2 separate regions of the Danio rerio genome follow, and region 2 is linked to region 1. A link is a contact called in public HiChIP or PLAC-seq data. All regions are on one chromosome and are shown on one strand. The core of a region is the stretch at or near the end of the contact, and the rest is flanking DNA. Distances in the headings are between cores, read along the strand shown.

What was found. HiChIP or PLAC-seq counts read pairs in DNA pulled down with a chosen protein or histone mark.
Region 2: a contact with region 1 is called in an H3K4me3 HiChIP or PLAC-seq map of pancreas, with 5 times the contacts expected there. The contact joins the promoter of mdm2 here to the promoter of ndufb2 in region 1. A contact is called at or near these places in 1 of 18 Hi-C or Micro-C datasets (hematopoietic stem cells) and 1 of 4 datasets of contacts at active chromatin or transcription factors (pancreas).

Annotation. Positions count from the first base shown.
Region 1 is chr4:23,076,089-23,081,976 of GRCz12tu, forward strand. It overlaps ndufb2 (NADH:ubiquinone oxidoreductase subunit B2), which reads left to right and starts at 3,853. Exons shown (of 4, transcript NM_200791.2): 1 at 3,853-4,058; 2 at 5,847-5,888. The coding sequence starts at 3,973. kmt2e (lysine (K)-specific methyltransferase 2E) reads right to left here. Exons shown (of 22, transcript XM_073947193.1): 1 at 5,818-5,888.
Region 2 is chr4:23,725,748-23,731,215 of GRCz12tu, forward strand. It overlaps mdm2 (MDM2 proto-oncogene), which reads left to right and starts at 1,440. Exons shown (of 11, transcript NM_131364.3): 1 at 1,440-1,477; 2 at 2,974-3,045; 3 at 3,130-3,204; 4 at 4,661-4,794; 5 at 5,102-5,151; 6 at 5,263-5,321. The coding sequence starts at 2,986.

The DNA of each region.
Region 1 (5,888 bases), core at 2,603-5,102:
AAAATGGATTGACCTCCTTGAGAGTACGTCATCAGCCCAGTGTTTTAAAATCCACGCGGACTACTGAAAACTTTAACAGGCTTTTGTCTCCTTCAGCAACGGAATATCTAAATGTGTAGTTTGGGCAGTCCGTGTTTCGTTTCAGAGAGCCCGTTATAAACTATTCAGCGATTTTTCCCCTCTTGTGCGTCATGACGTAATTGCGTAGTCCCTGACAGCATGATTTGACAAATTACAAATCTGCGCTACTCGTCAAAAGTTTGGAAAAAGTGAGATGTTTGCTCTGCTTGCCAAGGGTGTATTTATTAGACCATAACAGAGTATGCTGTTTCATTTTAAAATAACGGTCGTGTTTAAAGTGCAGTAATATTATGTGATGTAAAGATTTCAGCACCATCACTGCAGTTTTCAGTGTAACATGATTTGTTGCTCATGAAACATTTGTGATTTTTGTCAGTATCAGAAACTATTTAGCTAAATGTTTTTGTGGAAAAAAAATGTTTTTTTACATTTGAAAAAAGTTATAAATATTTTAATAAAGGGCCTAAAAGTCTATTAAAATCTATATTTATTTGACATTAAGGATGTTTTTTAAAAGTTACAAAATTCCCAAAAGCACAATATATCAAAATTTACAAATATATGACATGTATTGGTCAATGTTTTAAACACCAACAATAATATGTAAAACCATTAATAATGATTAAGCATACATACAAATTGGGATAAATTCTTAAGGATCATTTGACACTGAATACTGCACTGATGTGAAAACTATTTGCTTTGAATCACTACAAAAGACATTTTAAAATATATTTCCTTAAAAATTTAAATATAATATATTGCTATTTTCATACATAGTTTTAAAATCTTTCCAAAAAATAAAACCTGTTACGAATTTATTTTAACAAATTAAAAGAAAAACGTGTGTGTGTGTGTGTGTGTGTATATATATATATATATATATATATATATATATATATATATATATATATATATATATATATATATATATATATATATATATATATATATATGTATGTGTGTATCATTCCCCACAGCAATTACAAAAAGGTTACTTTGTTTCCAGATGAGACATTATATAGGTTTTGATTTGGTTACCGAAAACCTTCCAGAATGTTACAGGGAGATTATTTATTTATATATTGTATTAAGAATGTGAATGTTGCTCAGAGAAATAGGCTAACCAACAGAACATTCTAGTGAAGGGATATAGTTAACATTACTCAAAATTTAAAAATATCTTCATTTACTCATTTTCTAGTTTCAAACCTTTTCTTTTGTCTGTACACATAATAAGATATAGAAGACGATGTTTAGTTTTTGAGCTATCTAAAATATCATCTTTTGTGTTCAACAGTGGAAAAAACAAGGAAATGGTGCTATTGTTTCATTTCAATTATACTTTCAAAATGTGTTAGTTGCGGTATTGTGATCTCACAATTATTTCAACTACAATAAAAATGTTGATTAGCAAAATCAGTTTTCGTGTAAAAATGATAAATAAAAAAGCTACACACTTTCATTTATTGCTGTATTTGAGAATTGGGATTAATTTGCTGACTACGACGATAGATTAACACATTACACTAACGTTACACACATTAAATTGGACTCGTAGCGCATTTAAAACCCGCCGTCCTGTGCGTTTTTGGGCAGTTTAAGCACTGATCGAGACTGAAGTCAGATTATGGTCTGTTACGTCACAATAAGAGCCGCAACAAAAGGCTCGAGCGGAGGCGCGCATTTCCTGTTTAGGTTCTGCTGAGAAAACCATTCGTGTGCTGAAAACATCCCGACTGAGGCTGCATGTCGAGGTTATGCGATGCTATTATATCTGCAGAGGCGATATGTTTCTTGCATTCGTTAAGCTGTGTGTTTGGAAACGCCTCTCGTGTTTTTCATCGATTGTGTTTTTCCAGAGCCGCCATGTTGTCGATCCCGCGCCTCTGCGCTGCTCCGGGGATCATGATTAGTAAATGGCGTATTGGAGCATTTTCTGGAGCACGCACTGCTATTTGAGCTGTTGTTGTTTATTGGATTCCCAAGAAGGTTAACCACAACTTTGTCTGTCTATTGAGTTTACGGCAAACTTTGTAGGCTACTACTAACATTATTTTAGCCTGCTACTGCTTTTGTCCATTACAACATCTACAGTCTAGTGCCTAAACTTTTTCTTATAAAGGGTCAAAAACAAAACTTGATTGGGGCTAGTGGACCAGAGGTGAATATACAGTAGTTGCCGTGGGTAATACCTAATATTTTTAATAATATTTAAAATAACTAGAAAACATTGCTTTATAGTAACTAATAAGCAATTTTACATTTAACAATGAACTTTACAGCATTACAGAAAAAACAAAAACAATCTCATTTATAACAATGTTGTTACACTTGTGTTTGCCTTCTGCTTAGTCATCTACCCTTTGAGTGACATCATGTACATTTTTAAAAATCAGATTCATTTACAAAATGAAACATGCTTTTTTTCATAGCTCAGCAATACAACAGAAACAAAATAAGGATAGGTGACGCATCAAATTATAAATTACCATCTTTGTTAAAGGCATTCGCCCCAATTCTTTCCATCATTCTCATTTTTTTTTTCTCAAATGGGATGGTGAGCTAAATCAAAGGTTACAATGGGCCAACCTTACTTAAAATAGTTGTTGAAAAACTATAATGACAAATAGTTTGGTGAATAGGTAATGTGACTGTTGCATTGGCACTAGGGTCCCAAAAGTTGATGTATGGAGGATGTATAGTCTGAAATTAAATATTTCTGAAAATTTTGGAAAATATGTATGTATCTGGTTGCTTTTTGAGCCAATAAAACATTTTATATGTAATTGCAACTTGTGTGTTCAGAGTTTCTTCACTTGCATAAAATCAAAACTATATCAATAGTAAACAGTGTTGGGAGTAATGCATTGCAAGTAATCCGAGTTACGCAATAATATTACTTTTCTAAGTAACAAGTACAGTAACGCATAACTTTAAAAATAAGTAATAATGTTTGAGTTACTGTTTAGTTTAATTCGCTTTAAAAACGAATTGCTGAATTAAAATGAAAGTAGTCATATTGAATCATGCAGTCAATGACAGAATGCAATCAATAATTTTAAGGCTTTGAAGAAAAGGAAGTGGGGATTATAGTTTCAAAGGACAGAGATTTCACAAAAGACAGTACAAAAGAAGCAAACACATTGCTGTAAACTTTCAATAATCTATATATGTCATGTAGAGCTCTGGAGCCAGGAAGTTCTGAGATAACACTATCTAGTTCGTTTTTTAATAGGTAAATGTATGTAGGTTATACAACACAACGTTATTTTGTAATGCTCCTCTATTAAAAAAAAAACAAGATGTAAAAGAGATCAAGCCTCAGCCAGGTAATAAGTTACTTAAAAAAAATGTTACGTTACTTTTTTGGGGAGTAACTCAATATTGTAATGCATTACTTTTAAAAGTAACTTTTTGTAACTCCAACACTAATAATAAATTGAGGGTCTTGTGATAATAAAACATTTGCCAAGAGAAGCCTGATTCTAACAGGATGCAAGAGAAACATACAACAGTAGCCTACTTAATGAAATGTTCAATAAACCAGTAGAGCCAATAAATAACTGATCCAACGTAGTACATTTATTCGAATTACAGATTTAAAAAAGTTTGAATCATAATTTATAGTCATTTGATTAAATAACAAATGTATCGATCCATTTATGCATGAATATCATATTCCATACTTGTTCGACCTTTTCTCAGTGGATATTTGGCGCCCTCTGCCGAATATGCAGCGCATAGCATAAAACGGCAATTTTTAAACGACCAATCACAGCTCTCGGTATTGCCAAGTCAAAGAAACAGCCGCTGTAAAGGTGACATTTAGCTCTCTAGTCACCCAGCTTAATCCGACCCAAATTAGGAGTAAAACACTTAGATTTGAGCATGTCTTCGGTTTGGAGGACGGCGGGTGTCCTCCGGGCGGGCCTGCAGCAGTTCAGACGCGGACCTCAGCAGATGACCGTCAGAAAGTGAGTGTTTATCACTGGCAGGCTAACTAGCTAACTGTGCTGCTTCAGCCTGTTTTGGGCTTAAATACCGCTCAAGACAGTCGTTAACGACGTCAACCTTTAATGCAAGGTTAAAATTTAAGGTTTAGTTTTTAGTGATAACTGGAAACAAATTAAGCATGGCAGGTTTTCGAAGTATCGTGATTAATTAATTAACGTTAATCCTCTCAAGTTAGGGCCTTAAAAGGTCTTCAACTCATGTATTTTGTTAACGTTAAGTTAGTATTTTACAATGAAGCAAAGTAAACATCCTAAAATCTAAGTCAATTTAATTTATGAAAAGATACCAAATTAAGTCCTGTTTTTGTTTTGTTTTTTGAGAAATTTAAAAGCATTTATTTGGATAAGACTAATCTGTCAGTGGGTTCATGTATAAACAAATACATTATGTAGTTTGAATAAAGTTTTTAGAGCACACTGGCACACATTTTAATCATAAAATGCCTCATTTTTACAAAACATTTGCTCTCTCCTTTTGTTTTCAAGCAAATATTTCAGGGTTTAAACATGGAAAACAAGACCTTTCAACTAAAACCCAATCTGTGTGTACTAGGGCTGCACAATACATCGTTTCAGCTTCAATATCCCAATGTGATCGTTCCCAATAGTCACATCGCAGGATATCAAATGATATGCAACATTTCCATGTGTTTTTGAGGCCTGTGACTGTATAATGTATATTTTAAATACTTTGTCATAAGAATTTGTACAGTTTGTACCTTTAATAAGGATTAACTTTAATTTTATTCAATTACTGTACCTAAATATTGCTATACAAAAAATTGAAAATAAAGTGTATTTTAATTGTTTCTTTTTCTTTCCTAAATTTATTTGTTTGTAGATTCATAATATTTTATTTATGACCACCCCCAATCAATCTGAAATGTTCAATTCCTTCCAAATAGAGATTCATTTCGCAATATATAATCATAGAATAACAAAATATTGCAATGTTACATTTTTCCAATATAGTGCAGCCCTAGTGTGCACAATGTTCAGTAAAAGCTGGTTTAAGTGTCTAACATTTCCAGCAGATTTAGTATGTCTTGCTAAAATATCTACTCTTTATTTTTGTTTATTTAGGTAGAAATTCTCTCTTTATTCATAAATAAATCATAAAGTTGCAATGCTGAAAGACTTGCATTCATTTTCTTTTTGGGTTAGTTACTTTATTAATTAGTGGTGGCCACAGCGGAATGAACCACCAAATTATTAAGCAAATGTTTTTCGCAGCGGATACACTTCCAGCCACAACCTAACACTGGGAAACTGAAAGACTTACATTTTCATAATAAATGGTATTTTGATGAATTTTGAAATTTGCATTGCAAACTGATGCTGTCAAAAACATGGTCATACAAGGTCAAAACAATACTTTGTATAGTGAACTTGTATTGTAAGAGTTAAATAACCTATTAAAAATAAACCGTATTTAAATAATAAATGTAACATTCCTGCACAAATAGTTGTATTTGTAAAAGGCATTTACAAAGCATTGTAATTTATATTTTTTATTTTGGGGATTTTCTGGATTGTTAAAATAAATATTTTAAGTTAACTTTAATTTTATTTTTAAATCTGATTAATATTTTTTTTTGAATATCTAAAATTCAATCAATGGTACATACATGTAGCCTTATAGCACAATTTGCAAATACACATAAAAATACATATATTTACACACATGTACATACACATAACTTAAACATCTTGTACTTACTGGCAATCCTTCTGTGTGTTTTGTTTTAGTTCAGGAGGTGTGCAACATTACAGGCAGCCTCCACCGATCGC
Region 2 (5,468 bases), core at 190-2,689, 650 kb after region 1:
TCCTTCTGAGTCATGCTGATTTAGCAAATAATTTAGCAATTTTGAAACAATTTAGCAATTTTTAAAACCCTTTAAAGTCTTAGGACAATTTAAAAAAACTTGTTTGATCCACTTTAAAAGTTGACTGTTTGTATAAATGTTTTTAGCAATAATGCAATTAAAAAAACTAAACTTTTACTTATAAATGAATGAAACAATGTTATTATTTGTTTATATCTTTATAAATTTCATTTGTGTTCTTGTTTCATTGGATACAATGTCCAAATTCTGATAGTAACTTTAATTTCTGTCTTCATCCTTACTTACTTACTTACATTATTAAACTAATTCCTTTTCTTATTACTCCAGTGGTCCATTAAATTTTCTCATTAATACAGACATACAAGCCCAAACATGTTGAGCGTAGAGGAACATGTTGTACTAAAGTCATCTATGAGTCACTCTCACTCTACCCTGGCCCTAAAGACCTGATCCTGTCACAGGAACTGTGCAAGACATGCTTTTGTCCTCTTCATAAAGCAGTGATTTCACTCAGCAAACAGTATAGTATAGCAAGTTTCTAAGTAGTTAGCTTGGCAAGCAAATGTGTCAACTCAATAGTGTACAAGGGTCATGTCATGACAGCATCTGAGCAGTCCAGGAGAAATGTGATCATCGTTACTCATTAAGAATTCAAACCAACTGATTAAAATGATCAGTCATTTTTTTTTTTACTAATAACAATTTTAATTAAAAAAAAACTACACTGATCACAAGTTAAAATTTTAAAAAATTGTATACATTTTGATTATTTTATATAACAATGCTGTATTTAGTTTTTTGTATAATCAACAGTCAAATTTTCATATGTTAAATGCATTACTTAATATGAATAAAAACGATTTAAATATACATTTTTATTGGTACTGAAAGCAATTTTTATTTTAAGCTTTTCAATTCCGTAAATTACTGCTTACATTTCTTCCTAATTTCAACTTCGTTTAGAACATTTATTCTGCATGAAATAACAAAAAGATGACACGTTTTTTAAGACAACACAAACTTCTGAAGGGTTAAGAAAGCGATATTTGGTGTAATAACCCTGCTTTTCAATCACAACAAAATAAATCATTTGTTATTCAGACCAACCTTAAAATGCTGAACCCAGTTGCCAAAACTCATCAAGATTCATGATGTATATTGAGTCTAAATAAGTAACCAAACAACCTTTTAAAACCACAAACTGAAATTAAATCCTACAATATGCGAAAATATAAACAGTAATAATAACTATACCTGTGCTTCACTTGAACTAAAACTGAAAAACAGTAAAACAGCAAATGCAGCCAGTGTAAATATTACCCAACTCGCCGTCCTCTACTTGCTATGTATTGTTTACACCCCGCGCTTCTCGCACGTGCTGGAAGTGAACAATTTGAAATGTGCGTTGGTCCAGTAGAGGGAGCAAACGGTCGATTCGCGAAACGGTCACCAGCAGGTAGGACAACATAAACACTTTCAGTTTAGACATTTCGCCCTTTCTCTTTTATTAACTGCATTTATAACAGTGCAAATATAATTAAAACACTGCTAGGCGTTGTAGCGTGTGCATTTTGCTCAGTTTGAGGCTTTAATTTCGGTTTAGCGGGCTGAAATAAATCACCTCAGTTAGCCTTACGCTAGAGCTCAAAGCGAGGCCTACTGAAGCCTCGGGCTTTCCTGAGCGCCCACTGCGGGAAACAGACACTCGGGAGAGCTCGCGTTTGTTGCGTTGCTACGATCAACACAGCTTCGTTAATGTCGCCCAGATGCGCAGTACACGTATTATGCAGGACGTGTTTAATCTTATTTAAGTAAAACGATTCTGACTTAACGTTATCTGTTAAGAAATCCACAGAAGTATTACGTAAACTCAGCACACTAACAGCTTGTGACACTTGTTTTGCAACCAGAAAAAACAGTATTTGTCATTATTATCTGTTATTTGTCAATATTTACTGTTTGCCTTACTGAAATCCGACGTAATAAACAACTAGTATTTGTGTGTCACTAACCTAGTCATAGACATATTAACGTTACAACTTTGTACATCAGTACGTTAGCAGTGTAACTTGTAAATTAACGTTAGCTTCGCAAGGTATAACGTTACTGTGCCATTATTAATGAAGAACATGACGATAAACAACACCAACAAGGGCGAGAAAGAGAAAACAATCGAGCATGTTTATACATAATATTTACATGCAAATAAATGTTCACGTTACCTCTAGTTTTTTTTTCATAATTTAACGTATGTGCAGCTAATTTAATGATATCCCATACATGTAGATGGTCGACATAAATCCCGAAGACAAACTTGAGTTCGTTTTGTTTATGTGTGTACTGTTTGCATTTCGGATAAACAAACACGGCGTGCAAGTTATTCAAAACACTCGACTGTCATCCGTATTGTCGTAGCACTTAGCAATGATGAATTCTGATTTTTTTATTTATATATTTGATGCGCTTGTAATCCACGGAGGTCATCGCATTGGTCCAAACACCCCGTTATTTCACCTGTTACTGAGCCGATAAGCCTCATGTGCTTATCCAGAAATGGGCGGGTGCAGCGAGTCCGGGACATGCCCGGACATGAACGCAGACAGACGGACAGCTCAGCAAAGATAGTCTGCTACCGCTAGGCGTCGGAAATACAGTCACGCTTTGACTTGTCATGCCCAAACCCGCCCAGGACATGATGATCACCTCGGTGGATTCTAGCCCTGACATGCCTCTCTGCGCCTATTTAAACCATAGACCGGCTCTTCACCGGCTCCTACTCATCACCAACCCAGAGCTCAAGCACTTTATGTACAGATAGTAAAGTATATGTTTTAGCAAGAATACTCAATTTACCTCTTTTTGCACAGGTAATGTTGATGTGGAGGTCTGCATCTGTGTTGAATTGTTGACTGTTTGCATCTTCTAACTCTGTTTGTTTATTTTTTTTTACAGATAACTACCAAAATGGCAACAGAGAGTTGTTTAAGCAGTTCTCAGATCAGCAAGGTTGACAACGAGAAACTGGTAATGTAGCCTCAAAATGACTTTGTATTTTAATATAGTTTTTGTGTCTTGATATGAATGAGTTATTTATGGTAACTTCCTTAGGTAAGACCAAAGGTGCAATTGAAAAGCCTGTTAGAGGATGCAGGTGCAGATAAAGATGTTTTCACCATGAAGGAGGTAAATAGACTTGATGGGAGATTTAAGTACATTTAATTTCATATTCACTATAATTTAGAGATTTTAAGCTGGAAAGATTGTCATTAGAGTTTTGGTTAAAAATTAAAATCAGTTGGTGTTATTGTATTAAAAGTGCATTAAAATAGTAAAACTATGTTATAGTTTTATTAAATATGATCAGAATTTAAAATAATAATTTTCTATTTTCATATATTTTCAAGTAGTTTTTATCTTTGATGGCGAAGGTCACTTTTCAGCTGCTTTTATGCCATGTCTTTAATGTCACGTGAGCCGCAGAAACTTTTGATATGCTAGTTACTTCAATAATCATTTCCTATTATTATTATTATAATCAATGTTAAAAACAGTTGTGCTGCTTATTATTTTTGTATTGTGTAAACATCTATAAACATTTCACAGGATTTATTTGAAAAATAAATATTTAATATCATTATAAATGCTTTTATTTTTAGTATTAACTTTTACTTTCACATTTTAATATTTGAAAACAATCCAACAAAAATCTTGCAGTCCCTAAACTTTTGAACAGGAGTACAACTATCATGCTATATTACTTCTTATTAAAATTATGCCACTTGTGGTAATATTTGTATAAAATAAATTATTTATGTATTTATCTATATGACAACTATTCAAGAGTTTGTTGGTCCATATGACTGCGGTCATATGGCAGTAGTGTTTGATGTTGTTGACTATAAATAACCCTTCTCCAATTTCACATGTTGCTGCATATTTATGTGTACAGTTAAACAAATGTAAATTTACAAGGGCATGAGGGTGGTTAATTATATTTGGCTATTGCTTTTGTTCAGTGTGGCACTTGATTTGTTTTGTTTCCCTTGCTGTGATATAGGGTTAGGGATTTAAACAATCCCCTAAACTCAAATATTAAGCATCACCTTGTATTGCACATTTCAATTCAAATATTGTAACCTATTAGTTCTGTAAGTGAAGAGACTAGTAGGCACTAACAGTAAATCTGATGTTTTTAGGGAAGATAGAATGTGCTAAAATCCATTAAACTTGCATTGAAAGGACCTGAGTCATGTCTAGGGGTTTTAGGGTGGGCTCTTCTTTTAGTTCATAACCATAAAACGTATTGACTCAGTGACACTAGTTTTTGCACATGCAGTTGAAAGATTTAAAAAAAAAATATTTTAATCTTTGTTAATGTAGATAATTTGTTTGCCTTTTTATATTTAATGCTTATTTCATATATTATCATCTGTTGTTAGCCTCAATGTGATGCTATGAGTCATATTGTTTTATAACTGGAAATTGTGGTTGTGTATGACTAACGGGAACGTTTTACTCATTGCATATTTATAAGTTACATCTTTACCATCCTTTCTCTTGACACATTCTGAATGCATATAAAATTAAATCCCTGCCTCTTCATCTCTAAACAACCCTCTTCCTTTCTGTGTGTGTTTAGGTTATGTTTTATTTAGGGAAATATATCATGAGCAAGGAGTTATATGACAAGCAGCAGCAACACATAGTTCACTGTGGAGAGGATCCTCTCGGTGCTGTTCTTGGAGTGAAAAGTTTTTCAGTTAAAGAGCCGCGGTGCGTACTGAATCTCTTAACATGTCCAAGGCAGTAACAGCTGTAGTACTAAAGACCCTTGAGAATATCAGGGTGGGGTTTTACAACAACAGGTGGCACTATCTGGATATTTGCCTTACTGGCCATTCTGCTATCACCTGTTGAGGATATAAAGTGGCTTCATAAAATATTGAGATACTCAAGTTAAAACATTTGTTTTAAAGTAGATATAAAAGTAATGATAAGAATATTTTCTATATACGTACATAAGTTTGTAAGCATTGAAAGTGAAATTTGCTATTTGAATGATTAATTTTATTTTTTTTAGTGCCCTCTTTGCATTGATCAACAGAAACCTTGTCACAGTGAAAAATCCAGGTACCTTAAAAACTAGTTTCGTTTGTGCTTATTTATTTATTTTTAACAATATAGTTTTATTTGTACAAGCTATCTGTATTGTATTAAAACTAGTCTGATTTCCTTTTACAGAATCACAGTCTACCTTCTCTGAACCCAGGAGTCAAAGTGAACCAGATCGAGGACCCGGGGTAAATCTTCTTTTATACTCCCATTTAGAACCACAGAGTATTGACCCATTCCACAGAGTTGCCCTGGCAGTGCTGTGTTTGTGCTTGAATGGCTTTATAGAGCCCCTGCTGTGTTTGAGATTGAAGCATGACTGAAACCCAGCTTTC